Regions from separate parts of the Mus musculus genome. Here region 1 is linked to region 2. A link is a contact called in public promoter capture Hi-C data. All regions are on one chromosome and are shown on one strand. The core of a region is the stretch at or near the end of the contact, and the rest is flanking DNA. Distances in the headings are between cores, read along the strand shown.

What was found. Promoter capture Hi-C pulls out the DNA fragments that hold promoters and counts their contacts.
Region 1: a promoter capture Hi-C map of pre-B cells shows a contact between it and region 2. The contact joins the promoter of Cyb5r4 here to the promoter of Senp6 in region 2. A contact is called at or near these places in 2 of 39 promoter capture datasets (erythroid cells and pre-B cells).

Annotation. Positions count from the first base shown.
Region 1 is chr9:87,020,689-87,023,388 of GRCm38.p6, reverse strand. Cyb5r4 (cytochrome b5 reductase 4) reads right to left here and starts at 1,360. Exons shown (of 16, transcript NM_024195.2): 1 at 1,136-1,360. The coding sequence starts at 1,210.
Region 2 is chr9:80,065,594-80,068,293 of GRCm38.p6, reverse strand. Senp6 (SUMO/sentrin specific peptidase 6) reads right to left here and starts at 1,391. Exons shown (of 24, transcript NM_001311110.1): 1 at 722-1,391. The coding sequence starts at 770.

The sequences.
Region 1 (2,700 bases), core at 111-2,610, 7.0 Mb before region 2:
CCTGAGGGTCCTATTAAATTACACAAAGATCTTACTTTGCCCTCTTTGGGGACAACAAAACTTACTTCTGCTATCGCATCTAAGGAACTTGCTGTCTTTGCCTAGAAGTTTTCTCCTTTAAATGAATGCTGAGAACATAGCCATTTTAATGAAGAAAGTCAGTTACTGACGTTCTCATTCTACAAAGGGCAACCTTAGACTATGGAGCCAAGCACTTAGCTTAAAGAGAGAGCAAGATACCCAGTTGATGGCTGGTGAGCAGAGGCGCACACACAGCAATGAAGGAAATGTCATAATCACAAGCTTACGTGACTGATAGCAGACTTTCATCAACCTATTTCTTTTTACCAAGAATGAAGATAGTAAACGTCCCTAGCTTCAGGGTAACTGTGAAGATTCAATGGGCAAAGGAAAAGGACTCCAGATACACATGGCCATCAGTGAGCCCACAAAACATCTTAGTGCTATGTATGATTAAAGCTGGGGACAGACATTTCTGAAAAATAAATGAAAACCTCAATTCCTTTTCTGATCTAAGGGCAAAACCTCAGATCTAAGTGGAGAAGAATGGAAAGTCTCAAAGTCATATAAAATAAAACTCGAGAAAGGAATCGAGTAGCCCAAGAAGACAGAAGTCTCAAAAGAAAATACCAAGATGTGGTTACAGAATAAGGAACTAGCAAAATAACATAAGAGCATTCGCCTTGCAATGAATACACTACACAATTTGTACTGAATTTTGCAACTATATATCTGTATTTCCACCTGCTGCTGACAGTAACCATATTCAACAAATAGACAAGAGCATGGTACCAGATTCAAAATCAACCAGGGGTGTCTACAGATGAGGCAGTGCTGGAACCACTGGCTACCGTATACACAGAGGAGTGCGACTTGAAGAGGTGGCACTAAATCTGACGGCAGGTTTGCAGACTCCAATCATCCCTAGCCACCGCCACTGCTCAGCCTGGATCTTTGACCGTAAAGAACAAAAGACTGGAGAGGACAGCTTGAGACAGAAATGCAACCATGCCGGAAGCGGGGTGCCGAGTGGACTTACCGCGGCCAACTTCAGCAGCTCAAACACACTTAGGGCGTTTGAGTTAGTAGTCGAACGAACGGCGTCGCCACTTACCTTGCTGCGCCCCTGGGAGGAGACGCGCTGCTGGGAGCCGGGGGCCGGGAAAGCCTGGGAAGGGACGTTCAGCATCCTGGGCCCCCGGCTCGGGCCGCATCCGGGCTCCGCCACCGGACAGGCTGCCCTGGTGGGACCCCAGCGCCCACCACCGTCCGTGCGGGCTCCTTGGCCCGGCCGAGGCCAAGCCCCCGACCCACTTCCGGGGTCGCCAGGGGTCAGGCGCGTCGTGACGCAATCACGCTCACGAGAGGCGGGGCGGGGGCGGAGTCAGAGGAAAGGCTCACTCACTCTGTGAGCCCGGTCGCCCGGCTTGGGAAGGGGTGGCTGTGCGGGGGTTGGGGGCAGGGCAGCGCATGCTCAGTTACTCTTTGGTCCTAAACTTCAGCACCACAAGGAAATGACAGCTTTCTGCTGAAAGATCAGAGAGTGAAGCTGTTCCCCAGCCCTGGTGCTGATAGAGGCCGAGGGTTATTTCTGGTAGAACAAGAAGACCAGTGCCTGTCTCTTGATAAACAACAATTGAAATATGAAAGAAAACAACACTATCAAAACGTTCAGACTGCTGAATAGTTCTCTCCTGTAAAATACTAAGCTCTAGGAAAGAGGACTTCACAGTTTCATGAGCTAAGAAGCCGAACTCAAGCAGCCTCTGCTGTGGGTTAAGAAACGTCACGTTTGGGGAACCAGTCTGGAAAACGAGTAAAAGACGTTTCCAGACGACGTTTCCAGAAGACCTTCTCTATCCATACACTCACACATTCTTCCTCCTCCCATAACTCTTCACTTTCCCTGAAATCTACAAGTAGCTCACTCCTAAATAGAGTGATTTGGTTTTGGTGTCATCCTTGTATTTAATGGCCTATGCACGCTACTTTTTATTAAAGGAACATTTTGTCTGTATAGGCTTGGGTTTCTGTAAGAAATAAATGGCTATATCTAAACCATATACTGTATATATTAATAGGCATGTAACAAAAGACAGGCCACCTTATACTATCCTGATTTGTTAACAAGAGAAATTCCTAACACTGTGGGTCCATGTTAGTGATACATTGGCTTTTTCTTTTTGCTAGGAAAATACACAGATCCACAGGGTGGAATCCAATAGAAAGAGAACATTTTCCCAAAGAGTAGTTCTAAATAACCCATCCCATTCTCTGTGGGGTTCTAATTTTTTCTGATTCTGGACACATCATTTACTCCAGCTATGTAGTTTCCAGAGTCCCTGGGAGTCAAAGTTGTGATAATGTGGTTTAATATTATGAGAGAGTCTGTGGATATGCTTAGTCATTCAAGCACGGGACATTTCTTAGCTAGCTAATTACCTCTCATCTCCACCTCTACCCATTTTTATTCTGGAATACTGCAGGAAAATATTTTTGGTATATTGTCAGACAAGCATTGAACTTGCAGTTCTCCTGCCTCATCCTCACAAGTAGCTCAGATTATAGATTAATAAAATATGTTTGTTTGCACCTGAACTGCTGAGCAGGTGATTATATAAAAACTAAAAGGACTTCATGAGCATAATCTACTGTGTCACCCTAACCATGCAAGTCCAT
Region 2 (2,700 bases), core at 142-2,641:
AAATAGACCTTTTAAGCCGGCTTGGTCCACCAACTGAAATAGTTAACTCTGCTTCACAAGCGACTAAAAATGGGAACACACCCTAACTCTTTTACCTTCCCCGGCTGTCTCCAAACCGACACTTGGAAGCTCATTCTCTCTCTTTTTTTTTTTTTCCACCTCCCATACCTGCTTTACAAAGTATAAACAACCAAACACATCTCACCGGAGTTCGGGGCACCGCCGGGTCTAACCTGCACCCCGAGGGCAGCGGCTAGCCTGGGAGCTTTTAACCACAGGGCAGTGTTAACCACCACCTCTCCCCCTGCCTCCTTGGATCGGCCAGTTTCAACCAAGCTTAGGTCTGAAACTTTCCACGAACGCTTAAGAAAGACGCGGACGAAGTCTGCTCCTCACCCACTAGGCACCCATCGAGAATATGGAGGTGGGAGCGAGCCCAAGCCTTCGGCGCGCCCCTCGCAGGCCGCCCTGGGCCTCGGCTCGCTGCGCTACCACCGCGCCGCCTCGCGCCGGCCTGCCCGAGCCTTGGCCCGGGCGGACCCGAAGTCGGCGCGCCTGCAGCGCGTTCCCAGCGGGCCATCGGCCGTCCGGGCCCCCGTGGCCCCCGCGGCCCCAAGCCCACCCGGAGCAGAGAGCTGAGTATCACGGCCCGGGGGTGGGAGACACCCCGGTGTCGGCGAATTTCGCCCCCGACTCTCCCCCGAGGGAGACCCGAGCGTACCTTTCAGGAAAAGAGCCCCAGCGCTGCCACCGCTCTTGCCCGCCGCCATCTTCCTCCTTCCACGCCGCCTCCTTCTTACTCCATGGCCGACACCGGCGCGGTGCTGGCGGGGAATGGGGGCCGCGCGTCGGGAGGGTAGCAGCCGCAGGGTGGCGGGCCTCGGGCTCGACCTCCGCGAGGGGCGCTCCCCGCCGGCCGGGCCCCCCACACAAAAGCGGGCCTGACGGGAGGCGGCGAGGCCCACGGCCTGGGCTGCTTCTCCTCAGGCGCCTACCGGGGACCGTGAGCGGCGGCGGCGGCGCTTCCCGGGCCCGGCTCCCCTCGGCACACGACTCCCCATCCACCGGGCCGCGCCGGCCTCTGAGGAGCTCCCTCCGCTCCCCTCCGCCCCGCTCCGCCGCTGGCTCCGGAGGACGGAGAACGGAGCGAACGCTCACACGCCTTCTACGTCCCGGGCCGTAAAATGGCCGCAGCGGCTTGAGCCGAGCGAGGGCTCCGCGACCGTGAGGCGCCCGCGACCCCTCGCTGCTCCAGCAGTGGCCGCCGCCGCCCGCCCACCCCGCCCAGGCGTCAGAGCATCAGCCCAGGCCTCGGCGACTGTCCATGTGGACGGGGGTGGGTCTCCGCCACCGCCGCGCGTCGGTCGCCACAGCAGCCCCGCCGCCGCTCCTCCCCCACCGGCCTCCGGGCCCGCCCCGCCGCCGCCGCCGCCCCAGAGCCTCTCTCTCCCTTCGGGTCCCTGCTCGCCCCCCTCCGGGCTCGGCCGAACCCGAGCCGGGGGCTGTCGTCCTGCCGGCCTGGGGTGGCCTTGTCTGGCCGGCCTTGGCGAGGGACGAACAAAAACCCCTTCCTCGGAAGGCCCCCATGGCAGAGCCGGCCTGCGAGCGCTTGCCAGCCTGCCGGCCAGGTATTCTATTTGGTCGAGTCGCACCACAAATTCTAAAGAAACGCTCCAAGTTCTTGTCTGACCCTGAATTTAAAACGTGCCATGGGAAGGAAAAAAAAAAAAAATGAAGCCAGGTAATTGGAAAATAAAATTGTGTTCACATCCATCTTCCAAACAATGCATATATGATATGATTGAGCCAGTACACTTTGTGTGTGTGTGTGTGTGTGTGTGTGTGTGTGTGTGTGTGTGAGAGAGAGGGGGGGGGGGGAGAGAACACAGTAGACTATGATACAATTTGAGGGGCTTTTTTTTTTCTTCTTTTTTCTTACAAACCCCATGTAGTGGTGTAGGTTTTTCCCAGTCCATAAAGGGATAGAGACAGGTGGATCTCTCTGTCAGATGGAGGCCAGCCTGGTCTACAAAGGAAGAGCCTGTCTTCAAAAACAACAACAACAACAACAAATCCATGAAAAATGCAGAAAATGAAAAAAAAAAGTTACAGAAATTCAAGCCCCTTAGCTGTGTGGTCAGCTAATAAACATTTTTTTCTTTCCTTTCCTTCCTTCCTTCCTTTCTTTCTTTCTTTCTTTCTTTCTTTTTTTTTCTGGTTTTTTCAAGACAGGGTTCCTCTGTGTAGCCCTGGCTGTCCTGGAACTCAGAAACCCGCCTGCCTCTGCCTCCCAAATTCTGGGATTAAAGGTGAGCTAGCGCTACCACTGCCCGGCTACATTTTTTCTTTAAAAAAAAAAAAAAAAGTGGGTGGGGTTGGGGGGAGGGTGTTTTGCCTGCATTTAGGGTGGGAAAGCTGCTTCTTGTAGTTACTTCAGAGGCCGGAAGAGGGTACCCAGGCTAACCAAACTGCTGAATCCATTTCTCCAGCCCTTTGAGTGAAAAAGTGAAACATAAAAAACAAAAGATTCTAGGCCTTTAGGCCCAGGCTTGAGAATGTGACCTTTGTGACTCAATGCTCCATGGTATGCTAATCATAAAACAAATAGCGGCATTCCTCCAGCAACCTGCTTCCTGGGTTCAGGGCATGTTTGTTCAAAGAAAGTCACCCTGACCCACCCTGACCATTGCTGGAACCCTC